Linked DNA regions of Mus musculus: regions 2, 3, 4, 5 and 6 are each linked to region 1. The links are chromatin contacts, called in public Hi-C, HiCAR-type and promoter capture Hi-C maps. All regions are on one chromosome and are shown on one strand. Each heading gives the region's core, a stretch centred on a gene start, on an enhancer-like site or on the middle of the called end of the contact. The rest is flanking DNA. Distances are from core to core; before and after follow the strand shown. Region 1 holds the start of Zfp69 (zinc finger protein 69). Region 2 holds the start of Svbp (small vasohibin binding protein). Region 3 holds the start of Ppih (peptidyl prolyl isomerase H). Region 4 overlaps Ppt1 (palmitoyl-protein thioesterase 1). Region 5 holds the start of Ppt1 (palmitoyl-protein thioesterase 1). Region 6 has its middle 24 kb from the start of Cap1.

Region 1 (4,562 bases), core at 943-3,442:
GATGAGGCAGCCCCAGTGCATAGAGCTATTTGCATACAGCTGCCCTTGGTTCTCTTTTATTCCTTTCCCTCCTTACTGACTTGAAGTTGAATGTTTCTGTTCTTTCAGGGGTTACCCTGAGTCACAACATGCACTGAAAACCTTTATTAGGTTACTTACATATTTACACTCTCTCTCTCTCTCTCTCTCTCTCTCTCTCTCTCACACACACACACACACACACACACACACATATCAATGAGTCTGCCTTCAAAAATTACTTTAGAGATTCCAGGTGTCTGCCAAAATACTCCAAGTCAGGTTCTCCTCTCTCTCTCTCTCTCTCTCTCTCTCTCTCTCTCTCTCTCTCTCTCTTTCTTCCCTTTTTTCTTTCTTTCTTTCTTTCCTGCCTCTGCCTTCTGAGTGCTAGGATCAAAGGAGTGTGCCACCACCAACCAGCCACATTTTATTTCTTTAAGGAAACAGTCATTTTTGCAGGTTGGTGCCACCATGAACTGGGGAGTTGAATATGAAGAGCCTTAGGCAGACTGAGTAGGCACCCTAACACCACATGGGACTATGCCCACAGCTTGCTTATCTTTAAGTCTGCACTCGACATTGTAACTGAAGGGAAGCCGGGTGCTTACAGTTATAATGCTGTCTGCTAAAGATGATGCCCCCCGCCCCCGTAACATGTAGAGTCAAAAACAAAACAAACAAACCTCCTTCCACATTAACAATCAGAGTGGGACTGTGGGGAACCAATGACTTGTGATGTATTATACAGGCATTTGAAGCCTACTCTGAATGACACCTGGTGTCTGTTCCAATCAAGAGTTAGCTAATTAGTTACTTAGTGCAGTAAGACTAACTGCTTAGCAAGACAGAAGTCAGCGGGTCCCTTAGATGGGGACACTGACAAACAGCTCATGAGATAAACTCAGAGCTTTAGTTCTGCCAACTCCAAAGATCTTCCACTCCTCTCAGGGGTGCAATCCCTTTTCCAGGAGCACCAGATGCAACTGTACAGTAGTGTTTAATAAACTCTCTACTGCCAATTTGTCTTTTTTTTTTTTGCAAATTAATTTACAGCCCAAGTGCCACTGTCTTCAACTCAATAGATAGAGATGACTTTGAACGAAGATCACAGCCAACGACACGAAATTTTTTTGCAGTTCATGAATTTTTCCCATGTTGTTTCACTTATCTTCCCCCATCCCAAACACACACAGACACACACACACACACACACACACACACACACACACACACACACACACACATTAAAGAGAACACCCAGCCCTTCGAGGTTCTACTCATGTGGAGAGGGTTTCCTATATCAGTCCCAAGTCCGCTCATTTTTCCCCCTCCCAGTCTCTATGTGCAGTATGAAAGGTCTGTTTTCCAGATAGCTGGGCAAAAGCCGCTTTCAACTTGGATTAACTTTCTGGATGCTGGTTTTCCAATTTTTGCTCTGGTAAGTGTTTACTCTGTCGTCATCTCTTCTGTATCTTCCAGTGGGCTCAGTTTTATTTTCTCAATGCCATATGTTTACTGAACTTTTAAAGAGATAAGTTAAATTGAGGAACTGAGGAAGGCTAACTCAGACACCAGACACTTCCCCTAGCTACAGGCACTCAGGAAACACGCCGTGAGAATATGGGAAGAAAGGGGTTCTACCTTCCAGGACCATGGGAAAATAAATTCCTATTGTTTAAGTCACCGGTGTGAAGTGTTTTTCTTTGGGGGTGGGAGGCAGCCTTAAGCAAACTAATACATGTCTTTAGGGACATTAAAAATACATATCCCGGAATTTTTTTTTTAAGTTTATTGTTTTCTAGGCCCCTGTTGCCTTTTGGATTGTCTATTTTTCTACTTATCGAATTCACCAGAATTAGGAGATTAGGAGAGAGCAGGAACTGCGTGCGATTTAAGGCTGCATCCTGAAGCCTTAAGAATGAAAGAATGACAGAGAAGCGGCTTCTCCAGGAAGACTCGCCGGGCCACGGGGTACAGGAGACCCTCAGCAGGGGCTGCCGGCTTCGCTGGACACCGCCCCTGGGTCTGCCCGGGCGGCTTCCGGCTTCCGGGATCTGGGTCGCGCAGCACCCGGGTGGGCGGAGCCACGGGCAGGGCGCTGACGCGAGCAGCGTGGGGTGGGCGGGTCCCGGGTGGAGGCGCGGGGACACGAACCGGGCTAGAGGGGCGGGGTGAAACGGCGGAGCTCGGGCATCTGAGCCGCAGCCGGCGCCGCAGGTCCTGGGCTGGGACAGAAGGCCGGGCAGGACGCCTGTGCGCGCGGAGCTCCGCTCCCGGGTGCGGCGGGTGAGAAGCGGGAGAGGCCGGTGTCCAGCCCGGAGGCCGACGGTGTCCTGTGTCCCTCGGAAGCCACGCTGCGCACTGGGCGCCGCGGTGTGAGCGTGGAAGGCTGGCGGGAACGGATCCGGAGATCCTCCGGTGAGTAGGCGACTCTGCTGCGGAGCTGCGAGCTCGACCGGGTGGCTGCCTGCGAAGTTCTGCCGATGGGTCGTTCAGCAAGCTTCTGGGATTGCCAGCTCCTTCGGAAGGAACAGCACAAAGTTTGCACTTAGTGACGAGACTTTTTACATAGTCGGGGCTATTTGCACCAACTCCGGTCTTTTTGGACAGGCAGTCTTTCACCTTTCCTCCTCTTCCCCCAGACTTCAAAGAGCAGTCCCCTCCCCGAGAGAGAGCTGCGTTTGGGTATCAGGTCCACTGAATCTGGTCCCAGTGTCCACAACTATTCATATGCTGAATGGGCGATTCAGATGATGGATTCGGGTTGTTTCCAAATTGCTGTTATGGTCAGTTCTGTAGTGGTTCTACTTGCACTTGACATACTATATTTCCTCCTCTCCAGCTCTGTGGGAGCACATAACCCTGCAGTTTTAATTGCATCTGAACCGGGGATTCGTTTCACCAGCTGTGCTGGGCATTTGGAGTGTGTGATGACGACTGTTGCTGCTGGCTTATGACAAAGCGCAGCCCTGTGAATTACTGTTTTATCAACTGAGATATTCAAGCTGAGCTTTCTAATTGTTTTCTAAAATAACTCTAAAACATGATGGCCACTGGGGCCCCGTAAAGGCTTTGGCAGACAGGTCTGATGCCCTGGTAAAAGGAGAGAACCAACTCTCAAAAGTTGGCATGTGACCTCCACCCCCATAAATAAACGCATGTGATTTTTTTTATTTTTAATTTTTTTTAAAGATTTATTTCTTTATTATAAGTACACTGCAGCTGTCTTCAGAAACCCCAGAAGACGGTGTCAGATCTCATTAGGGATGGTTGTGAGCCACCATGTGGTTGCTGGGATTTGAACTCAGGACCTTTGGAAGAGCAGTCAGTGCTCTTAACTGCTGAGCCATCTCTTCAGCCCGTGATTTTTTTTTTAAACTTTAAGATAATGTTTATTGTACAGCTTTAAAATAAAAAGGTCTTAATTGTTAACTTAGTAGACCTAACATTGTCTCAACACTGCATCCCTGTGCAGTAGTTAACATCCACATTTTATAGATGAGGAAACTGAAGGTCAGACTTGAAGTGCCTCAGGTCTCAGCTTTACATACAGGTCAGACATCAAAGAGCCTTCCTTGGCGCCAGCTCCAAATATGTAAGCAGGCAGAAGGGGCATGCAGCTTACAAGGTGGTCAGGTCAGGGCATGTGGACATTTGTACTTTTTTTTTTCCTTTGGTACTGGCGTCTTTGTATCTATGTGTTTAAAGTTGAGGGTTACTTCTGTATCCAGGACACTATTATTTCAGTATTGGTGCCGAATCTTCTAGGCCTTTTTGCAGCTATAAAGACAGTTCTGGACTTCTGGCTGTATGATGGGTTCTCTGGGTCTCTCCTTTCATGCCTTTTGCTCTCTAGGCACACAAAGCAGGTTAGTCCGATGGCTTAGTGGGGAAAGGCACCTGCTGCCAAGTCGTACAGCCTGAGCTCAATCCCTCTGACCCACTTGTTGGAAGAAGAGAATGGACTCCCATAAGTTATCTTGTACCCTCCAGCTGAGCACCATGGCACACAGACAGACAGACAGACAAATAAAGTTTAAAAGAAAGTACAGCCAAACATAGTGGTGCTCACCTTTAATCACAGCACTCAGGGGGTAGAGGCAGATAGATATCTAAGTTCAAGACCATCCTGGTCTACAGAGTGAATTCCAGAACATCCAGAGCTATACTGAGAAATCCTGTCGCAAGAAAGAAAAGGAAGGGGAGTCCAAAGGCCTCAAAGCAGCTTACAGGACTGCCTCCCAAAGATGAAGCGTCTATACCCAGAGTTCTTCATCTCACAATGGTCTCTGATATTGCAGGGGCTCAACAACTCTTCCAGGGTAAAAGATTATGGCCTGAGGACGATACAACCAGGAAGCCTCTCATCGAAAGTTCCAGCAGTTTCCCCACCCGAAGCTGCCACCCCCAGTCAGGCCGGCGCCATCATGCCTCAGCAGCTCCTGATCACCCCGGCCACTGAGGCGACCTGGGTGAAGTTGAAGGAGGTGTCCCTGTGGGAGGATGTGACAAAAATGTTTGGAGGAGAAGGTGAGAACAGACAA
Region 2 (4,442 bases), core at 1,030-3,529, 1.8 Mb after region 1:
AACAGGAGTGCCAGCTTGAGGAATCCTCTGAAAGCCATTTGCCAATATCTAGAAGAAATGATTGACACCGGTAATTGCTCTAGTCAAATACCCGACAGGAATCCTAGCAGAGGTGCCAAGGAAGCATCTAAAAGGGTCTCCCCCCACCCCCACCATACAAGTGTTTGTAAAAAGCAAAACTAAGTAATTACAACACCCATCACAGGAGGAATGGGTAGGCATCCTAAATGAGGTGGTCCAGGGGCTGGAGCGAGGGCTTCGTGACTCAGAGCCCTTGCTGCTCTCCCAGAGGACCCTGGGTCCACACGGCACCTTTGTCAGGTGGTTTATAGCCACCTGTAACTCCAGCTCCAGGCATCCGATGGGCTGTGTGACCTCCAAGGGCACCTGAACTCATGGTCACATATCACCACACACATAATGAAAAACACATCTTTTTAAAAATATGTTTATAATGTAGACACTATAAAGAACAAAGAAAACAGATTCTTAAGAGTAGTATGACTATCTCTAAAATGCCATGCAAACAAAACATACTCGCACAGGTAATGTATTCATCTATTTGAATGGAAATGCATTAAACAAAAGGGCTTAGCCACAGAGAGGGAGAAGAGGTATAGGACAAACAGTCAAAGGAGATGTCACATTTCTATGTGGCTTTATTTATCTTAGGAAAATTCTAGGAAAATGCGATACTACTACTAACCACTACCAGTCTGAGAAGCTGAATATGCAGGTGTCTCCTGTACTTTAAATGTCCTCACAAGCACACACAACAAAGAGGCAGAAAAGACCAGCAAGCGTTTCCCTAATACTGGATATTAAAATACTCGTGTCTGGATGTGGTTCCTTAGCCATGTAAACATTTTAAAGCCTTTTATCTTTAAATGATTGTTAAGTGTTGAGAGAACAAAGAAGCACACTGGTGGGCTCATAGCTTGGGCCTTTACACGGTCATGAGCAGACACTTAAATCTGCTGTTGCTGTAGCTGTGGTGGTGGTGGTGGTGGTGGTGGTGGTGTGTGTGTGTGTGTGCCACAGCAAGTGTGGAGGTCAGTTTTATGTAGACCTTCTCTTCTTCCGCATATGTATGGATTCTCAGGTTGTCAGGCTTCTCCAGTGAGGGCTTTTTCCATCCCGCTCACCAACTAGATACTCTCTGCACCAAATGCCCATGTGTACCGGGTCACGGGTCACACTGGCACTTCAAGCATTCTCCTTCATTCATTTGTTCATTTTCTCCTCCCACCCTGATCCCTCTCCCACCCATAGCTACCCTCTTCTCTTTTCATGCATTCCTCAGATCACTAACACAAAAGCTTTGCGCCAGGAGGCAACTGGAGACCCGGTCCAGCTTGGGATTCTGACACTAACTTGGTATGTGACTCTGGGCTTCCGCTTCACCGTTTGGGACCTGGCTGGACTCTCTCCCTCTGGGGGGACCAATGCCTGGGACAAGCAGGGACCCCTAGTAAAGTTTCCTCTGCTGGTTTTTTTTTTTTTTTTTTTTTCTTCCAGCACCCTCTCCAGCTCGCTCAGGCATACAGAGCTCCCTCCTTCATCTCACCTCTGCTCTCTGTCTTTGCTTCAGCTCCTGCTGGGCAGATTTCTGCTTAGCCTTCTCCACTCTGAAGGCTGGTTCTTTAACTTTGGATTTTTCTTTCCGGGCAGGTGGATCCATGGTTTGGCTTCTGAATGCTTCTTGGTTAGCTCTGACCTGATGGTACAAAAAGAGAACCGCTTGCTAGTCCTTTCTCCCAACTCCCTAGCTTGGCAGGTGAGGCAGGGTGCCCTGGAGTCCCACTGCCAGCACCTTGCTGTGCGTTCCTAGTCGAGTCTCCTCACTTCTGAGTCTCAGTTTCCTGCACAATGGGACAGTAGTCATTTCCTGGCCATTTCCCTACCAACCCCGGGTGAGCAGCAGATGAGAAGGCCCGAGAAAGCAGCTCCAACCCGGGGGCGTACGGTAGGGCCGGGTCTCAGAGGCCGAGGGGCGAGCCACTCGGTCCGCGGCAGCCCCCTCTGCCAGCCCCGCCCGCCCGCTCGCCCGCCCGGCCCCTCCGTAGCAAGATGGCGGCTCGGGGGTCCGTGCGCTTCCTTACCCGGCCTCGGGCTCACGGCCTCCGCCACGTCGTAGACAAGCCCCCACGCGGGGTTCACCCTAGCTCCCCCCTTCCGCGGGACCGCAGCGCCCAGCCCGCTGCCCTTGGACTGGGCGGGGCGCGCCGGGGAGGGCGGGGCCGCGGCCTGAGGTGCCCCTCCCGCAGGAGCCACTGCGCCCGCGCAGCGAGCACACCTGGGCGTGGCCGGAGCGGGAGGGGCGGGATCGGAGGCGAGTAGGGCGGGGCCTGGGGCTGGAGGGCGGGGCCTGGGGCAGGGACATTCTTACAAGTAACCAAAGCTTTTCCGGGCTTCTAGTTTCTGGGACAACTGCAAGGCTTTGAAAGGCAGAATCTGATTCCTGTGGTTGAAATTGGCTAGCACTGGAATTCTGAGCATCAGGTTCTAAATCAAGAAAGTCAGGACTGCTGATTGCTTCCTTCCTGATTTATAGATCTATAAGGAGGATCAAATGGAATCCTGTTTACCACAATGCTTTGAAAGCTTTGAAAAAAATGATCTGTCTATCTATCTATCTATCTATCTATCTATCTATCTATCTATCTATCTATCTATCTATCTATCTATCTATCAATACAGGGCCCCTAGCCCAGTTTGGTGGTGCACATCTTTAATCCTAGCACTGAGAAGGGGAAGCACAAACATCTCTATGAGTTGGAGGCCAGCCTGGTCTACATAATGAGTTCCAGGCCAGCCAAAGCTACACAGTGAGACTCTGTCTCAACAAAACAAAACAAATTCAGGGCCCAGAGCATGTGCTAGGCAAAGCCTTCTATTACTGAGCTATACCCTCAGCCGGACAGAAATTGTATCAGTTAGGTTTTCCATTGCTGTGAAAAGACACCATGACGAAAGCAACTCTTATAAAGGACAACATTTAATTGGGGCTGGCTTACAGGTCTTGAGGTTCAGTCCATTAGCATCATAGCAGGAAGCATGGCAGTGTGCAGGCAGGCATGGTGCTGGAGGCCAGAAGAGGATATAGAATCCCCTGGAACTGATATTAAAGACAGTTGTGAGCTGCCATTTGTGGCAGTTGTGGGTGCTGGGACCAAAACCAGATCCTCTGCAAGAGCAACAAGTGCTCTTAACCACTGAGCCATTTTTCTACATCTTGTTCTGAAGGCAAATAGGAAAAGACTGTCTCCCACGTGGCTAGGAGAATAGTCTCGAACCCCAACCCCACAGTGACACACTTCCTTCAACAAGGCCACATCTCCTAGTAGTGCCACTCCCTGAGTCAAACATGTTCAAACCACCACAGGAATCAGAAGTATATCAGCCAACACACACACACACACACACACACACACACACAGAGTGTGAGAGGTGGAAGTAGAGGGAGAAGGAGGGAGAGAAACAGCCCCACGGATAATCAAAAGGGTGTAAACTAAAATTTCTAGCTATCATTTTCATTTGTTATGTTAGCAAGAAAGGTGCCAAGGAGGAGAAGAGCCTGAGAAATAACAATAACTGCTTCCCTTGGGGCTTCCTCTGTTCTAGGCAATACTCTGAGGCCATTGCATTATTAAGTCCCCTGTTCCTCATAAAGATATGTGTACCAATATGATTTCTAAACAGGAACAGGCATGGAAAAGTTAAGTCCAAGATTACCCAGCTAGTAAGTGCTAAACAAGCATTTTAGACAGGGTTTAGAAGACACTGGCCTCTGGAGACACATTCAGACCTGCTTTTTAGTCTCTCTGTCACCCTTACTCCTAGCACTCCAGAGGGAAAGGCAAATGGGTCCCTGTGTGTCCAAGACCAGCTTGGTCTACCTAGCAAATTCCAGACCTGCCAGGGCTACCTCCATTGGGAAGCCTCCATGGGCACTGAGGTGCTTTCAGTCTAAGTCTGAGTTGTTACATTCTTTTCAGAGTCCAATCCCGTACTAGATCTCAAAACCTTAAAGCTGGACACAACCACACGAGTGTGCACACACACATAAACACACACATTACCACATGCTTCCATTTTTAAGAGGTATCAAAAAAGAAACATAAAGTGGAGCTTGGGGGAGGGGGAAAGAGAGTTATTGATCAGTGGATATAGAGTGCATTCTGCAAGAGAGAATTCTAGAAATCTGACGCATGGCGATGTTCATAGTTCTGTACGTAGACTTTAAAATGACTAAAATGCTATGCCTCTGATCCCAGTTACTAGAAAAGCTGAGGCAGGAGAATCACAAGTTGAAAATGTCAGCCTGAGCTACATATAAAATGATTTCAAGATCAGCCTAGGGCAGATTATGGTGAGCCTGTCTCAAAGAAGCAAGAGAACTGGGGATCTAGCTCAGTGGTAGAGCATGTGCCACGGTGCTC
Region 3 (4,521 bases), core at 1,450-3,949, 1.6 Mb after region 1:
GTGTCCTTATTCAAGTATGTGTTCATTGGAGGACTCAACAAAAGCTTTATGTGTAGTGCTGTTATGTGTTTCAGATCCCCCTAGAACTTGAATGACAGATGGTTGAGACAAATGGATGCAGGGAATTGAACCTGGGTCCTCTGGGGAAACAGTCTGCAACTCTTTACTGCCAAGAAATCTCACCAGCCCCTCATTTGGGAACTTTCGAGATAACATCTCATGTTATCTCAGGGTCAGCCTACCCTCAAACTTGATGGGCTAGATGACCTTGAACTCCTGACCTTCCTACTTCCACTTCCCAAATACTGCGATTACAAGCATCTTCTACCACACCCTGCTAATGTATGTATTTTGATTTGAATTTTCCATTACATCTTTGAGAACTTCCTCCAGATCCACCCCCACTGCCCTACCTACCCAACTTGGTGTTCTGTCTCTCTCCTTTCTAAAGCTCACCAAAACCAATTTGTGATGCCCAAATATGCTTGGCTGTGTGGGCTTCCAATGAAGCAGGTGCTACACTAAAGCAATCTGATTCCCCCTCTTCCAGCAGCTATCAAGTGCCAATAGCTCCTTGAAGTATTTGTATCCTATTATACTTTTTTTTTCAAGGCCAGATTTCTGTGTATAGCCCTGGCTGTCCTGGAACTTGCTCTTGTGGATCAACTCAGAGATCTGCCTGTCTCTGCCCCCAGAGTTCTGGTATTATAGACATGTCCCACTACTGACTGGCAATAAAACATTCATTTAAATACATTTTTGAGGGCGAATGTTCATGTAGAAGTGAGGTTTGGCATTGAATACCTTTCTCAAATTCTGTAGTTTTAGTATTAATATTCATTTCTGTAAATGCACATGTGTGGATATGTACATCTGTACAGGCACTAAGGCCAGAAAAGGACACTGAATGGCTTCCTCTGTCATCTACCACCTATTATGTTGAAGCAGAGTCTCTCCCTCAACCTGGGCTTCCAGTTTTCTCCAAGAGGTTGGAAGCCAGTAAGCCCCAGTGAACATCCACCCTCCTCGAAGCTGGGCATGCAGGCATGTGGAGGGTACCCAGTTTGACACATGGGTGTTGGAACACTCTAGTCCTCCTGAGCCATCTCTCCAGCCCCAGTTCCAAAAGAATATAGCAATCCATGTATGTAATTTCAGCACTTGGGAGGCTGAGATAGGAAGTTGGAAGAGTTCAAAGCCAACCCATGATACACAGCAAGACTGTCTTAAAATTAAAAAAAAAAGTGAAAAAATGTTTCAAAAAAGACCTTAAGCTGGGCAGTGGTGGTGCATGCCTTTAATCCCAGCACTTGGGAGGCAGAGGTAGGCAGATTTCTGAGTTCGAGGACAGCCTGGTCTACAGAGTGAGTTCCAGGACAGCCAGGGCAATACAGAGAAACCCTGTCTCAAAAAACCAAAAGCAAAAACAAAACAAAACAAAAACCAAAAAACCTTAAAGGGTGTAACAACCAGGGCTGGAGAGATGGCTCAGTGGGTAAGAGCACTGACTGCTCTTCCGAAGGTCCTGAGATCAAATCCCAGCAACCACGCCCTCTTCTGGGGTGTCTGAAGACAAGTATAGTGTACTTACATATAAGTATCTTTGGGCCGGAGCAAGCATGAGAGAAGGAAAAGAGGGGGGGGGGGTAGCAACTGAATGCCCTCCAAAACAGAGGCAGAAGGGTACTTGGTAAAAGTGGTATAAGAGAAGCCAGCCTTTACTTCCTGGTCTTTGCTACCAGCAGTGGCAAACAGCATTTTAAATAGGCAAAGCCCCATACGATTTACTAGCCTAGAGACCCATCCCATGGGCAAACAACAATCCCTGAGACTGTTGTGCTTGCAGACAGGAACCTCGCATGGCTGTCCTGAGAGACTCCACCCAGGAGCTGACTCAGGGATGCAGAGACCACAGCCAAACATCCGATGGAGCTTGAGGACTCCTGAGGGCCTCCGAGGGGATTGGAACTCCACAGGAAAACCAAGAGTCAACTATGACCCTTGGGGCTCTCAGAGACTGAACCACCAACCAAAGAGCATAGACAGGCGGGACCTAGCCCCCTCCCACACACACACGGTCTTTCATGTGGGTCCCGAACAACTGGAGTAGGGGCTATCCCAAAAGCTGTTGCCCTGCTGTGGAATTCGTTTCTTCTGCTTGTCTGGACTCAGTGGGAGAGGATGAGGCCAGCCCTGCAGAGACTTGATGTGCTAAGGTGGAGGGAAAACCAGAGGGGGTCTCTACCCTCTCAGAGGAGAAGAGAAGGAGGGGGTGGGGAAACCGGGAGAGGCGGCAGCACTGGGGATGTAAATGTGAATTAAAAAATAAAAAATTTTACAATCATAAGAAAATAAATAAAATTACATTTCCAGCACCCGACTGAGCCAGGCTACAGTAACAAACCATTTTAAAATATGGAAGGTGACTCAGGGATCCTCGGCTCATGAGCTGTGACAGGGGACACCAAGTGTGACTGCTCAGGACATGCTGTCTGCAGAAGATTCATTTCTATTGCACTAATACAGTCATGCAAGTGGGGAGCCCACAGACTTTGACAAAGATGCCTGCGTTTCCTCCCCTCAGCTCCGACCAGCTCAGCCAAACAGTACCATTCCCAACAACCTCAGCGCGCGCCACACTTCCGGGGCGGGGCGCAATCGCGGTCCGTTTCCACTGCGTCTGCGCTCCGGATGAAGTTCGCGGGACCTGCCACCGGAAGCCGGGTTTCTACTTCCGGGTCAAAGCCATGGCGGTGGCAAATTCAAGTCCAGTCAATCCAGTGGTCTTCTTCGATGTCAGCATTGGCGGCCAGGTGAGGTGCGGGCGACCTAGCGGCCCGTGCGGGCTGGTTGGCCTCGGGTAAGGGAGGCAGCCCCTTATAGCCCTCCCGAGACCGGCTGGGCCAGGCGGCGGAGGGAGGTGGGAGCTTTCGAGCTTCGTGGACAGCGGTCGTGAGCTGAGTGTTGCGTCTCCCGTTTCTTCTGCAGGAAGTTGGTCGCATGAAAATCGAGCTCTTTGCAGACGTGGTGCCTAAGACGGCAGAGAACTTTAGGTAAGGATATGCTCCAAGTGAACCAGAGCTGAGCCCGAAGCCGGCCTCCAGTCGGTCTTTGCCATGTCTGCCTCTGTCCATCTATTCATTGCCTTGCAGCTCTGTGGTCTGGGTATTTCACTGGCCAAACAGCTACCGGCTGTGACTGATCCCATATCAACTTCTATCACTAGTCTACCTGCCCTGACATCCGCCCGATCAGTTAGTTGGCGGACATACTGGCCCCAGTGTTTGAACTCTCCTCTCCAGAGATTAGAGGTGCTTCAAGCAGTGATCGTACGAAGGCTAAATCGTTTGCTCTCTCTTTCCCTTTAGGCAATTCTGCACCGGAGAGTTCAGGTCAGTCTCAGATGTGTTTGATTTCTCTGCCTACTCCTGAAGGGGTGCCCTGGATGTTTGGTGAGGGTATTGGAGAACCATGAACAGGTCTTAAGTAATGGAAGATGATATGCAGAGAGAGGGTGACACCTTGAATGGGTTCTTTCTCTCTCTTTTTCCCCCTCCAGATCTTAGTGAGAGCCCTTTTAGCCTCTGGTGTAGCCTAAATGGGAAAGGCCCACCATTGTGTTTCCCCATTCCAAGTCTCTTCCTTCTTTGTTTACAGAAAAGATGGCGTTCCGATAGGATACAAAGGAAGCACCTTCCACAGGTAAGGGAGGTTTTTGGAAAACTGGAAATGCAGTCATTGCTTGGTATCTGTACAGGCAGTCCTGCACACCTGAGTTCAAACTCTGTGAGGCTTACGGCTGTTGTTTTAAATGGCATGTTCGCGGCTGAGGCTGTAGCTCGGTGGTAGAGAATTGGCCCAGCATTCATAAGGCCCTGGATTTGGTACTGAACACCATGAAGCCTATGCACAGCGCCTTAAGTCATCCCTGACTTGGTGGAATGCTGTATTGCAGAAACGATGCCAAGGAAAGCATGCTGTACCCTTTCAGTACCTGTTCAGTACAGGTGCGTGGCCACGTGCTCCCAGAGGTCTAAGCTCAGATCCTTAGGCTGCCACAGCAAGCACTTCACCCACTGACCCATCTCCCTGGCGCCAGTCAGGACTTCAGCAGAGGCTTTGCTAGTTACCGTTGCTAGGCAGTCATCTGTAGGAGCCTGGCTTTCATGATATATTTACTTATTTTTTGTTAGAGTTTGACAGAAGTTGCTCTATTCTAATCCTGAAAATGTCCATGTCTCCCACATAAGGGCTTTAAAGCTACAGTCTGTAACCCTCCCTAGCATTCTTGTGAAGTAGTATGTGTTTTCCGAGTTCTTCAAGGAAGGCTAAGCAAAGCGAAGGGCCATAGCTGGTGTACTAGCTAACACCATCAAGTCTCTGTGTGTGCAGTAGTCCATTCACCTAGATTTGCTGTTGTTCTTTTCCCCCAAATTGCAATAAGCCCTGGACATGATTTTTTCCTTTGGTGACTGTTGGTGATTCTAGCCTGGTTTCAGCCCCTTCCTGATGTTCAGGTGC
Region 4 (4,329 bases), core at 1,800-4,299, 1.9 Mb before region 1:
AGAGACACAGCAGACTCGCAGATGTTCCTTGGGCAGGAATCTGATTCTCCAAAGCCTGTAAGCTGAGCTACTTTGGATGTGGCAGAAGTTGGCTCTTTAAGGGAGCTCTTTCCAGGACCTAGCCCAGCCCATCCCCAGTTTGTAATATTGGTGTGCACTGGGGGCTTTTGTGAAGTAGTGTAATCACTTAAAACGGTGAATATTCTGCAGCTTAGTCTGCTCATACGTGCTGGAACTCAGTTTTTTTTTTTTGTTTTTTTGTTTTTTTTTTCTGCAGGTGATGGGAAAAGTGCCAACCATTTCCATTAACAAAACAGATGGCTGCCATGCTTACCTGAGCAAGAACTCCCTGGACTGTGAGATAGTCAGTGCCAAATCTTCTGAGATGAATGTCCTCATTCCTACCGAAGGCGGTGATTTTGTAAGTTTTCTTCCTTTCCTATCCTTCCTTCCACAGTGTCTCTTGTATCCCAGGCTGGCCTGGAGCTCATTGGTGATTCTCCTGCCTCTGCCTCCTAAGTGCTGAGATATAGCCATGTAGCCCAGGATTGCTTCTTTGCTGTTGGAGATTGAACCCAGGACTTGTGCATGCTAGGCAAGCATTCTTCCCACTAAGCTATATCCCTGAGGAATATGACATTATAAACAGAATAATCTGGGACTGTTGATATACACCTGTATTCCATATAGGGTCTTACCACATAACCCGGGTAGGCCTCAAACTCAGAAATCTTCCTACTCTGTCTCAGACAACTGAAACAGGACTGAATACTTATTGAATTAGAGAAAACTATTTGGTGGATATTGGCATTTTGTAGGTAAATCTCAACAATACATATAGAAGCCAGGTAGTCCATGAAGGGAGCTCCAGAGGGAGGGAGGGAGGGAGGGAGGGTCATTCCTGCCTTTCATAGTTCAGTAAGAATAAGACTAACCCCCCAAATCAGGCTGTTGTCTAGAGCTAAGTCTGTCCAGGACCACAGATCTCTCAACAGTGAACAGTGCACAGTGCAAGCAGCATGGCTGGGAGGTTAAGCTTGTCTCACTCCTATGTGTGCCCGGTTACCTGGGACTGGAATTACAAATGGTTCTGAGCCACTACATGAGTAGCTCAAGTTAAGAGCAAGTGCTCTTTTTTTTTTCAATTTAATTTAATTTAATTAATTAATTTATTTTTTACTTTTTAATATTTTTTTATTACGTATTTTCCTCAATTACATTTCCAATGCTATCCCAAAAGTCCCCCATACCCTCCCCCCCACTTCCCTACCCACCCATTCCCATTTTCTTGGCCCTGGCGTTCCCCTGTACCAGGGCATATAAAGTTTGTGTGTCCAATGGGCCTCTCTTTCCAGTGATGGCCGACTAGGCCATCTTTTGATACTTATGCAGCTAGAGTCAAGAGCTCCGGGGTACTGGTTAGTTCATAATGTTGTTCCACCTATAGGGTTGCAGATCCCTTTAGCTCCTTGGGTACTTTCTGTAGCTCCTCCATTGGGAGCCCTGTGATCCATCCACCAACTGACTGTGATCATCCACTTCTGTGTTGGCTAGGCCCCGGCATAGTCTCACAAGAGACAGCTCTATCTGGGTCCTTTCAGCAAAATCTTGCTAGTGTATGCAATGGTGTCAGCGTTTGGAAGCTGATTATGGGGTGGATCCCTGGATATGCCAGTCTCTAGATGGTCCATCCTTTCGTCACAGCTCCAAATTTTGTCTCTGTAACTCCTTCCATGGGTGTTTTGTTCCCAATTCTAAGAAGGGGCACAGTGTCCACACTTTGGTCTTCATTCTTCTTGAGTTTCATGCGTTTAGCAGATTATATCTTATATCTTGGGTATCCTAAGTTTTGGGCTAATATCCACTTACCAGTGAGTACATACTGTGTGAGTTCCTTTGTGAATGGGTTACCTCACTCAGGATGATGCCCTCCAGGTCCATCCATTTGGCTAGGAATTTCATATGTGAGTACACCGTCACTCTCTTCAGACACACCAGAAGAGGGCATCAGATCCCATTACAGATGGTTGTGAGCTACCATGTGGTTGCTGAGAATTGAACTCAGGAAGAGCAGTCAGTGATCTTAACCACTGAGTCATCTCTCCAGCCCCATCATCCTGTTACTTCCTTTTTGCAGAACGAGTTCCCAGTCCCCGAGCAGTTCAAGACCCTGTGGAACGGACAGAAGTTGGTCACCACAGTGACAGAAATCGCTGGATAAGCAAATACATGGGTCCTGTGCCCTCTCCCTTCACACCATGGGATACATCTGTATGGAGACGGTTCTTTTCTAGATTTCCTCTACCTTTCTGCTCTTAAACTGCTTCTCTGCTCTGAGAAGCCCAGCTACCTGCCTTCACTGAAATATACCTCAGGCTGAGACGGGCGGGACAGCAGGTCAGTGGATCTTCACCGGAAGGTGCAGCTTCTCGGCATCAGCGCAGCTGCACCACAGGCTGAGCTTACAGAGCTTCAGGCCCAGACTGGGGCACCGAAGCTTTCAGCTTTGGGGGTCATTCTACCAACAATCAGTCCCTGAGGGTTCACAACACCCTGGAACCAAACATCAGAATGCACACTATTCTCCTAACAGTGAGCATGGGGGGCAGGAGCCAGGGAGTCTATTAGGTTCTAACCAACCTAGTTTTCATTGTTGACAAGTGAGGCCAGGCTTCCACTCGACCAAAAGCTAAGGATTGCCACCCAGCATTCCAAGCAGACTTGTTTCCTAAAAGCATCCTTCATCTGCATTCCATCCTGGGTCAGCATCAACCACAACATAGCAGGCATTCCCTTGCAGCTGCAGTACAGTAGCAGTGTCCTTTTCTGAGGAAGGAAGTCTTAAACCCTTTCCCCCCACCCCCTGGGATGACTGCCTTGATTCCCATGGGGAACAACTTTAAAGAAAACCACCACAGCATTCCAAGGAGTCTGGCGTTCCTCCTCCCTGCCAGATGACTGTCATTGCCTCCACTCACCCTTCTGCTTGTCACTCGGCAGCTTAGGGCCTCTGCGCAGGAACCTGACTAGGACTATGACCTCCACGGCGGCTGTTTAGGTCTCGACTTACATCAGAATCTTGCACAGCATTGCAAAATCCCAGTGCTCCCTCTAGGACACACTGACCAAAATATGCAACCTTTCCTTTCCTATTTTTTTTTTTTTTTTTTTTTTTTTTTGGTGGGAAAAGAGGAAGAAAGATTGTCCTGTGACTTCTGCCCATTACCTGAGGCCTGTGGAAATAAACCTTTATGTACTTAAAATTATACAGAAAATAGAATAAAGTTAATACCAAACTTGTTTAGTTATTCACCTGATGTTTTCAGTACAGAGATGTGAAAATACTGAAAATGATACCAAGTATAAGAAACTACTCTTTATTATTTTTAAAGACAATCTCAAAACTATTTTTAGATCCTCCCACTTCCTGCCCTTAACCCTCATCCTTTTATTTGAGTAGGTTTGAGAAAGGAAAAGGAAAAACAGGCAGTGGGTGAATTCTGTGGTGCTAATGGTGCTTTCATGAAAACAGTCATTTCTCCAAACCCGTGCTCTAGAGGACCCATCTAGAACATGCTGAGATCTCAGCATGGGCACTAGGGAGTCCATGCTCAACTGTAGGAAATGGGGGATCAGGGTGGTTTCTTCTTTAACAATCAAAGTTATCATCTGTTTAATAGGAGGGAAAAGAAGTCTACAATATTCCCCAATCATTTTCTTGAGGAATCAAATCAGCAGCAGTTTGATGTATGCTGGTAAATAGGATGTAGGGTAGGAATGCCAAAGCCCCACCTTTTTAGACTATTTCTCCCGTTCTTTGCAATGGTGTGACATTTATGCCACTTATAATATTAAGGGCAAGAACAGACACCTGGTTTTCACTTCTATACTCCCTCACTATCTCATAGTATATAAGACACACATTGCTGTAGGCTGTGGTGATGCATGCCTTTAATCCCTGTACTTGAAAGGCAGAGGGGGCAGGTGATCTCTGTGACTGTGAGTTCAAGACCAGTCTGCTCTACATAGTGAATTCCAGGCCAGCTAGGGTTACAAAGTGAGTGAAACCCTGTCTCAAAGAAGAGAAGAGAAGAGAAGGTCCATTTCCTTTCCTAAGCAACCCTGCTGGCAGTTCCCCCCTGTGTGACTAATTCTGTTACTGAGGATTAAGGATACAAGGTGAGCTCTGAAGGGGACGTGATGGTAGGCTTGTGGGGTGACTGCTAGGTACCTCTAGAGGGCAACACTTACACAGGAAAACAGTCTTAAGAAATGATGGGGAAACATCATGCACGGCCCACACAGCAGTGCAGAGAAATTGCTTGTGTG
Region 5 (4,478 bases), core at 247-2,746, 1.9 Mb before region 1:
TTTTTAATTTTAATTATATGGGTCTTCCCATGTAGCTCTGGCTGATGTGGAACTTGCCATGTAGATCATGCAGGCCTCAAACTCGGGGTGTTCCTCCTGCTTCTGCCTCCGGAGTGCTGGGGAGTTACATTCCTAAACTAGCTCTTTACAGTTGCTAGCTAGCACAAAGGGCTTAGAACAGTTCTTTACAAATGTAAATTCTACCACCTCACAAGTTCCTAGTGAAATTCCAAGTCCTTACACTAATCTTAAAAGCCCCAGCATACTTGTCCACCCTCTTATTCCCTTGCTCCCGCTGCTCCTGCTACACTGCTCTGCATGCTAGTCTGCCAAGCTCAGGGCCTTTGCACCTGCTGCTCCTGTGACCACATGTCCCTATGGCATCTTCCCTCGTCCTCCTTTTTTTCTTCTCTTTTTTCCTTCTTTTATTTTTTTTATTGGATATTTTCTTTATTTACATTTAAATGTTTTCCCCTTTCCAGGTCTCCCCATCGGAACCCCCCTATCCAATCCCCCCTCCCCCTGACTCTATGAGGGTGTTCCCCACCCACCCACTCCTGTCTTCCCTCCCTGGCATTCCCCTACACTGGGGCATCGAACATTCTCAGGTTCAAGGGCCTCTCCTCCTACTGATGTCCAAGTCCATCCTCTGCCACATAGGCAGCTGGAGCCATGGGTCCCTCCATGTGTACTCTTTAGTTGGTGGTCCAATCCCTGGGAGCTCCGGGGGGGTGGGGCGGGAGGGAGGATCTGGCCAGTTGCTCCCTCCATGGTGCTGCATCCTCTTAAGCTCTACTCAGTTGTCACTCTTGGGTGAATCCCGTTTCCTGTTCTAACTTGCTCCGTAGAAGCACAAGCTCACACCTGAGGCTCTATCTTCTGTTTTCACTGCACTCCTGGCCATTTGACAAGTTTCCCGTATTTCCTTATAATACGTTTCCCCCACTGGACAGCAAGTTCCAGAAAGATGAGAATGCTTCATGCTCAGGTATAGCAGGTGCTCTGAGGTAACTGTATAAAGGACATGAAGGCCCCTGGTAGATCTCTATTCAGATGTGAAGGAATGAAAGCCTGAGTGTGCAGTCCAGCTCTGCAGGGGCAGGCTGGACTGACTGTGAGATACTGCAGGCTGATGCTACTGCTGCCAGGATTTTAACAAAGCATAAACCAAGCCGTGCACAATACTCACTGAGCACTCACTAAAGACACCTGGTTGTCGTCCCTTCCGTGCAGAGCAACAAATCCGAAAACCTTGGACTAGGCGGGTGCTGTGGAATCCCTATCGTCTTTCCAGATTTAAGAACCGAGGGGGGAAAAGGATGCCCCCGTCCACGCCCACTCACCCATCCCATGCCAGATCACCAGCGGTGGTGGTGAAGGTGGGTCCAGATGCCCCAGGGCCCAGGCGGCGCAGCACCAAGGCAGCAGAGCGGCAGCTAGCAGCCTCCGCGAACAGGACGACGCCATCTTAGCAATCACATGACCGCGGGGACTGTGGACCAAAGTAATTCCGGTGGCCACGCCCCCTGCCGGGCTCTGCATCCTGACAGAGACGTTTATTCATTGCTTAACACCCACCAGACTCTACTATATAAGGGCTTTCCATCTTTTAATTGATCTTATGCACTGCTCTCATTTTACACCCAAGGACGCCTAGGTGACAATTCCCCCTTCCCCCTACGGAACTTTGCCTTCTCTTTCAGCTGTGTATTAGCAGAAAAGAGCTGTTTATTCGCTAACAATTATGTCATTTGCACGTAATTTTAATTCTATGTGTGGGCGTTTCATATGTGTACGGCTCGCGTTCTACAGCGCATGTGTGGAGGCCAGAGAACCGCTTGCAGGAGCGGTCAGAGGGATTGAACTGAGGTCATCCATCAGGCTTGGCTGCAGGTGCTTTCCCCCTAGGAGACTGTTTTTATTTTAGCACATGTGTGAGAAATTAGGTAAGGTCCTCGGAGGCGGAGGCAGAAAACTCTTCAGCACAGTGCCATAGTACTTATAGCCCTTGGAAGAAAAGGCTCAGTGTCGGGACTGGGGAAGGGAGACTTGATTTTCATCCAGGGCAAGTTATATCATGGTGAGGTTTGGTTTGGATCGTAAAGCTAAGATGGGGTTTCAAAAGCTAAAGATGTAATTAGGGAGGAGGAAGTTTGGACTCCTGAAGAGGGAAAAAAGTATCTTATTAAAGATGTAATAAGACTTCCAGGCTGTCATGGACTCTCAGGTATTTCATGTACTAGGAAGATGGGAAACATAGCTACGTCCTATCCAAGCTCCACTCTGGTTTATTATAGCCCAGAGGCTCCTGTCTATGCTCCCACATCTTTTCTAGATTCCCTCAGTGCAGCCTCGGCACCTCAATGACAGTGTCAAACATTTTTTCCCCTAAAAAAGCATTAAAAATGTTTAAAGGAATCTGTTAAATAGGGTGTATTCACGGTACAGTGGGACTCTCTGACACCGGCTTTATAAAGGATGAAGTAGTCTTGTAGAGAGCGACATATGAAAAATCTAGAAGAATAACCGGTTGTGCACCCACATGAAACCCTTCTGTACCACCCCACTGAAACCAGCAGTTACTTAGTAATTGGAAAGCCAATTAAAATACAGGATTAGGATGCATTATACAGTGCACAGTCTGATAAGCGTTGGGCCAGCTAGATTGTTCAGCTGGATAAAACAATGGCCACTAAGCCATTCCTGATCCTTTCCTCTTGAGAACTATGATAGCTTGAGGTTAAAAAAAACAAGTTGTGCAAGCTGTCTTCTGAGCTCTATACACCGACAGTCACATGTCCCCATAGAGACTCATAAACACACAATGTAAACAAATAAATCAGAGTAAAAACAAAGGAAAGCAAAAATAGGCCCGGGGCCAGGAAGACAGCTCTGTCTTTAAAGTGCTTGCTGCTTCAGCGTAGAATCTGAGTTGGATGGCCACACCCGCAGGTGTAGGGAAGTGCAATCCCAGTGTGGAGGAGGCAAAGACAAGGGGATCCCTGGGTTTTGCTGGCTGCCGGGCCACAGTCTAATCAGATCGCCAGGTTCCAGGTTCAGTGGGAGCCTTTGTCTCAGATATGAGGTGAGAGGGATGGAGAAAGAAACCAGATAGGTCTCAGTAGCCCAAGTTGGCCTGGAATTTTCTATGTAGCTTCGAATGACTGAACTCTTGCTTTTCCTGTCCCTGCCTCGAAAGTGCTGGGATTATAGGCTTTGGCCACCATACTCAGCTCATTCTTTACTTTATACATTGCTGTATGATTTGTGTTTTTATAGCAAGGATTCAAGGATACATAGCAAGGCTGGCTTGCTGGCTCTCTCTCTCTCTCTCTCTCTCTCTCTCTCTCTCTCTCTCTCTGTATGTCTCTGTCTCTCTCTTTCCAACTTGGGGCAGCTGTCCTGCCTCTGCCTCCTTGCTAGAATTACAGTTATTTTTCACCATACAGTCTATGGAAATAACTTCTAAAATCAGAATATAGTGATATATGTACACATTGAAAATTGCACATAAACTGCTTCAGCAGCAAGAAGTTGCAGTGGCAAACATGGGGAAAGCAACCTTTTTCTCCTTACTATTTGCAACCACACCATACTCCAAAGACCTATGGAATAGAAGGAAAAACAATTATTAGTTTAGAAAATGGATTGAGAAGCATATTAAATCAGGGATAGTTTTTTTTTTTAAATAAAATTTTGGTTTATTTGTGTGTGTGTGTGTGTGTGTGTGTGTGTGTGTGTGTGTGTAGCTATGTGTATAAATGCACAAATCCCATGTCGCACATATGGAGATTAGAGGACTACTTCCAGGAGTCAGTTTTCTCCTTCTACTTCTACCACTTTGGGTCCCAGAGATGGTTGCCCACTGGTGGCAGGTGCCTTTTCCCTTCTGAGCCATCTTGCTGGCCCAAGTATTTTGTTTGTATTCTGTATATGAGAAGTATGTTCTTGGGTTGGTGGTGTGGCTCAAAGGCAGAGCAATTGGATCCAAGGCATGGGTTGAAGAGAGGGATGGAGAAAGGGGAAGAAGGCAGTGTGTGTGTGTGTGTGTGTGTGTGTGTTGGATTGAAGTTTCCACACATGCCCATGAGGTAGGTTGTTTCTATTTCTCTGATTTCCCACGTAACATTAGTGTTCTTCATTTTTGAGTTTGGGGGAGATATGCTAAAATCTCCTCTTGTAATAATAATAGTGGGTTTTGCTCTCTTTGGCCCATCTCTTCTCTTGACAGTCTCATGTTCAAATATTTTAATCAGATAGTTAAAATTGTCTACAGGAGAACTGACAAGAGTTATTACTTCCTCTGAATTTGGTTTTAGGAGGAAATGTCTAGTGGGAGATAAGTACAGTTCTCTCAATTTAAGTTGTGATTTTAATAAGGAGCCCCCAATATTACAAAGTCTTAGTTTCCATATTAACTCCAAATAGAACTGAAAGCAAGTACTGAACTCCCAGACAGTTCCCCAAATAATGTGTAT
Region 6 (4,145 bases), core at 1,435-3,934, 2.0 Mb before region 1:
CACTGAGTCATCTTGCCAGCACCCCAAATAAATCTTTTAAAAAATAAGAGCCCTCACTTCCTGGGCCTCCAAATTACTATCATCCTGCCACTGCCTTCTTAGTGTTAGGGTTATAGGCTGTGCCGTTGCTTACAGCTTTAAAAGAAAATCTCTTTTTCTTTTCTTCTTAAAAAGACTTTTTCAGTTATGTGTGCTTGTGTGTCTACATGTGAGTATGTGCGTGTGTGTCTATATGTGGGTTTGTAAGTGTATGTGTGGGTGTGTGCATGGATGTCTGTGTGTGGGTGTGTATGTGCATAAGTCTGCAGGTAACTGTGGAGGTCAGAAGCATCAGATTCCCTTAGTTACAGAGATCTGACATGGGTGCTGGGAACTGAACTCCCAGACTTTGCAAGATCAGCGAGCACTCTTACCCGCTGAGCCATCTCTCCAGCCCCAGGAATTTCTTTTGATTATAAAACTGACCAGCTCAAATGCCCCAGTGTATGGGGTGTGAGTCTAAACAATTCAAATTTTCAACTCAGTCAAGGGGTGGACTCTATAATTACCAATGCAAAGAACATGTGGGCAGGTAAATTTTGTTCCTTTTCCGCTAATAAGTAGATATCTATGTCCTGTCAGTACCAAAACTAAGTCAGCCTAGCCAAATTCCACTTCCCCTGGAAGCTTTCTCAGACTTAAGAAAACAAACAAAACAAAGCAATCAATAGAAGTAAACTCAAGATTTCTTTATTTGTGGGTTAAACAATGATATTTGTCTCAAGGATCAAGTGTCTGCAGCTCTGAAAGAGAATCGTGTCCGGCAGACAGCAGTCTTCTATGTGCCTTTCCATTATTCAAATTAAAATAAACTAATTAATGTAATGATCTCCTGTGTAAGCAAAACAAAACAAAAAGTGCCCACTACCTTTTTCCAGCAAAAGACAGCACATGACAGTCACATCACTTCTTCTGTCCTTGGTTTCTCTTATTCACTCACTAACCATGAAATGAATGCCTCTGGGTCCCAGGTCACCCGAGCACAGTTGTGAGAGTGTCTTCCCTGATCGTACAGAGTTTTCATTCTACTCGGAAGATAGGAAAGTGAACACACAGTCTTCCAACGTCAGTGACCCTGCAGATTAGATAACCTGAAAACGTCATTGTTCTGAATGCTTAGCCACAATGGGTTAAAAAGCCAAGAGGTACAGAATTGATTCATAACACAGCGAAATCTCCAGGGTCCGGAGCGAGTGCGGCACTGAAATCCAGGGTGGTAAGTATGAGAGAACAGATAGCAATGCTATTCCAACATCTGGAAATATTCTGGCGTATACTTCAGGTGGGAGGACACTACACAAGGGTGTGGATATCAGGCGGGTGGGAATCGTTACGAGCTACTTTGATGGCTGAGTTCCACAGCCCACCTGGCAAAACACTAAACCAAATAAGGTGCTGGCCAGCCAATGGCCAGATGGCATGGACTGGGGATGGGAGGACCGAATTATGCCAGGGTGAGGGGTTAGAGAGATACCCCAATAGCCAAGAGTGCTTGTTGCTCTTCCAGAGGATCTAAGTAAGGTTCCTAGCACCCACACGAGGGGGAGAAGGGAGCTTTGCAACCACTTGTAACTCCAGCTCCAAGGGATCTGCTGCCCTCTTCTGGCCTGTATAAGCACTGCACATATGATAACAATTCCCCTTCGCTGGTATCGTATAATTTCAACAAAACAAACAAGCAAACAAAAACATAAAACGAAAATAAAGTCAGGTGTGGTGGCACACGTGTTTAATTCCAGTAATCTGGAGACAGAATCAGGAGGATCTCTGTGAGTTCAAGGCCAGTCTGGTCTACATACAAAGTTCCAGGCCAGCCCCTACCTCCACCAAAAAGACCCCCCCCCCATCCTTCCCAGGTCAAAACAAAAGAAAACAAATCCAAACTCCGAACTAAACAACCAACCAACCAACCATATGAAACCTACACATATTAGGGGTAAGACTGACTGTAAGTGGGGAGCATACCGTTTCTTTTATGTATCATTTTTTTTTGTAGAAGTGTAAGTTACATATAATACTATGCATAAAGTTATATATATATATATTTACAAGGCAGTTAGCTCGGTGGTGGACATCATTAATCCCAGCACTTGGGAGACAGAGGCAGGTGTATCTCTGAGTTTGAGGCCAGCCTGGTTTATGGAGCGAGCTCCAAAACAGTCAGGGCCACACAGAGAAACCCTGTCTCGAGGTCCCCTACCACTCCCCAAAAAGGTAATTATCCCTCTCTCATCTTAGAATTATGTGTGTTGTGTATAGTGTGTGTGTGTGTGTGTGTGTGTGTTGGTTAAATTTGTTGTCTGTCCACAGATTTCTAAGGAGGAGGATCATGATGGAACCCAGGGTGTGTGGGGATCGGGGATGGAGGAGGATCATGACGGGACCCAGGGTGTGTGGGGGTTGGGGATGGATGCCATTGCTGGACACGGGTTGTGTCTTTTTGGAAGGAGCTGAGTGTGTCTTTTGTTTGCCTTTGAAATAATCATATTATGTTAGACAGAAGCATTTTAAAACTTGTATATGGTATTTTAAAACGTGGGAAGATGTTGCTTGGCAACCCGCAGTTGGAATGCGGAGGACATCTGTTGTTTTCCTCTATCAGCGTTCTATCTCTTTCTTTTGGAGAAGGCCCTTCCCACACTGCACACTGTCTCCGTGGGGCTGTCAGTCACGGTTCAAAGCCCCTCTTGTCAGAGGATGACATCCCATCACAACAAAGCCGATTGGGAGTGCTTCCTCTTGGGAAAAAAAAATAGTGGGAGACGAAAGGGCAAAAACCACGCGGAGCTGATTAACGCCAGGGTAGGTAGCGGTATTAAGAGATTTGTCTGTAATCTGCATATCTGGAACCAGCACGACCCTGTATATTTTAATATAACACTCGACTGCTCTGGTTGCAAGTTTTTCCGGATTGTACCGAGTCTATGAATCTTTCACGTTTTTTCTTTCAATAAATATTTTAAATTTTGACATAAGATCTTGCTAGCTAGCCCAAGTATGAAGGGATTAGAGGGCATGAGCCACCACGATCAGCTTTATGCCCCTTCTTAAATTTGTCAGAGCTGGTTCCTGTTACTGGTAGCCAGGGAACTCCTTTGACATTAGCTCAGCGGGGAGAATACCAAAGCAAAGAGGAGGGGGCAGAAGTGAGTGAAATTGCAATGATCAAGATTTTTCAATACACCTTCATTGGCAATTTTCTCCCCAGCATGCCTCCACAGTGTGCAAAGTTAGGAAAGCTTTCTGGGAAGATGCCAGGAGTTTCTGACACATTGAACTCAGAACTACTCCCTAAGGTGTGGCTTTATAAGATGGGTGCTACAGGCAGGCAAGAGGGCTCAAGTAAAAGCGTTTGCTCTGGAAGCCAGAGGGGCCTGAGTTTGATCCCTGGACTTAACCAGTGGTGGATTCCAGAAACTTGTCCTCTGGTCTCCACACATGCACAGTGGCACCAACATACTTCATACACACAGACACCGTAATAGCAATAGCATGCAGTATACAAACCTCTAGGAACTGTGGTTTGTGTGGACTGCGATGTGAACAGTGTCTTCCTGCTGTGTAGTATGGTCCCTGTGGCTCTCTCTCTCCTTGCCTTTTCAAGTCAGTCCTTTTGATGAATTTGTTCTTTGGTGCCTCCTCTGACCCTTGGATTTTTTTCTCAAGCATACAACTGAGCTTCTACATAAACAGTTAAAACCTAATCAAGCACAGATTGATTTTTTGTTGTTGTTGTTGTTGCTGCTGCTGTTTTGTTTTGGGAGCTTGTTGTTGTTGTTTTGTTTTTGAGACAAGGTCTTGTTATGTAGCCCTGGTTGGACTAGAACTCCATATGTAGACCAGGCTGGCCTCAAACTCACCTCTGCCTCCTTGTGTTGGGATTAAAGGAATATACCACCACATTGGTCAGACTGATTTCTTAAAAAAAGGAAACTATCAATTCAGATGAATATTTTTAGATTTATTATTTATTTTATGTACATGAATACACCATTGCTCTCTTCAGACACACCAGAAGAGAGAATCAGATGCCATTACAGATGGTTGTGAGCCACCATGTGGTTGCTGGGAATTGAACTCAGGACTTCTGGAAGAGCAATCAGTGC

What was found. Promoter capture Hi-C pulls out the DNA fragments that hold promoters and counts their contacts. A called contact is a pair of places that touch in the nucleus more often than the background predicts. HiCAR-type assays count read pairs that join an accessible place to other places. Capture Hi-C pulls out chosen DNA fragments and counts their contacts.
Region 2: a contact with region 1 is called in a HiCAR-type map of astrocytes, with 4 times the contacts expected there. The contact joins the promoter of Svbp here to the promoter of Zfp69 in region 1. A contact is called at or near these places in 1 of 39 promoter capture datasets (pre-B cells) and 1 of 115 datasets of contacts at active chromatin or transcription factors (astrocytes).
Region 3: a Hi-C map of B cells shows a contact between it and region 1, with 6 read pairs. The contact joins the promoter of Ppih here to the promoter of Zfp69 in region 1. A contact is called at or near these places in 1 of 39 promoter capture datasets (cranial neural crest) and 1 of 484 Hi-C or Micro-C datasets (B cells).
Region 4: a promoter capture Hi-C map of pre-B cells shows a contact between it and region 1, with 6 times the contacts expected there. The contact joins the enhancer-like site here to the promoter of Zfp69 in region 1. A contact is called at or near these places in 9 of 39 promoter capture datasets (the C10 cell line, HPC-7-derived erythroid cells, cranial neural crest and 5 more), 2 of 115 datasets of contacts at active chromatin or transcription factors (microglia and stem cell-derived neural progenitor cells) and 1 of 9 other capture datasets (embryonic stem cells).
Region 5: a promoter capture Hi-C map of liver shows a contact between it and region 1, with 4 times the contacts expected there. The contact joins the promoter of Ppt1 here to the promoter of Zfp69 in region 1. A contact is called at or near these places in 11 of 39 promoter capture datasets (the C10 cell line, cranial neural crest, embryonic stem cells and 5 more), 6 of 115 datasets of contacts at active chromatin or transcription factors (astrocytes, embryonic stem cells, large pre-B cells and 1 more) and 2 of 9 other capture datasets (adipose tissue and liver).
Region 6: a promoter capture Hi-C map of hippocampal neurons shows a contact between it and region 1, with 5 times the contacts expected there. The contact joins the enhancer-like site here to the promoter of Zfp69 in region 1. A contact is called at or near these places in 3 of 39 promoter capture datasets (cranial neural crest, hippocampal neurons and liver) and 2 of 115 datasets of contacts at active chromatin or transcription factors (acute myeloid leukemia and large pre-B cells).

Annotation. Positions count from the first base shown.
Region 1 is chr4:120,949,318-120,953,879 of GRCm38.p6, reverse strand. Zfp69 (zinc finger protein 69) reads left to right here and starts at 2,192. Exons shown (of 6, transcript NM_001384119.1): 1 at 2,192-2,436; 2 at 4,320-4,548. The coding sequence starts at 4,446.
Region 2 is chr4:119,193,147-119,197,588 of GRCm38.p6, reverse strand. It overlaps Svbp (small vasohibin binding protein), which reads right to left and starts at 2,279. Exons shown (of 3, transcript NM_024462.2): 1 at 2,103-2,279; 2 at 1,568-1,717. The coding sequence starts at 1,681.
Region 3 is chr4:119,318,701-119,323,221 of GRCm38.p6, reverse strand. It overlaps Ppih (peptidyl prolyl isomerase H), which reads left to right and starts at 2,699. Exons shown (of 10, transcript NM_028677.4): 1 at 2,699-2,813; 2 at 2,989-3,053; 3 at 3,369-3,392; 4 at 3,658-3,702. The coding sequence starts at 2,748. Ccdc30 (coiled-coil domain containing 30) reads left to right here. Exons shown (of 15, transcript NM_029286.2): 15 at 1-329.
Region 4 is chr4:122,858,026-122,862,354 of GRCm38.p6, reverse strand. It overlaps Ppt1 (palmitoyl-protein thioesterase 1), which reads right to left. Exons shown (of 9, transcript NM_008917.3): 9 at 3,180-4,329. Cap1 (CAP, adenylate cyclase-associated protein 1 (yeast)) reads left to right here. Exons shown (of 13, transcript NM_001358035.1): 12 at 278-421; 13 at 2,138-3,307. The coding sequence ends at 2,221. Among named protein-coding and RNA genes, the nearest start is that of Ppt1, 24 kb to the right of the region's middle. Within about 2 kb of position 3,049, at least 49 of the 459 cell types and tissues checked have an H3K27ac peak or open chromatin away from gene starts, as enhancers often do. A contact at or near this core is called in pre-B cells, where this site is marked.
Region 5 is chr4:122,833,245-122,837,722 of GRCm38.p6, reverse strand. Ppt1 (palmitoyl-protein thioesterase 1) reads right to left here and starts at 1,496. Exons shown (of 9, transcript NM_008917.3): 1 at 1,344-1,496. The coding sequence starts at 1,467.
Region 6 is chr4:122,908,245-122,912,389 of GRCm38.p6, reverse strand. No RefSeq gene overlaps it. Among named protein-coding and RNA genes, the nearest start is that of Cap1, 24 kb to the right of the region's middle. Within about 2 kb of position 2,684, at least 30 of the 459 cell types and tissues checked have an H3K27ac peak or open chromatin away from gene starts, as enhancers often do. A contact at or near this core is called in hippocampal neurons, where this site is marked.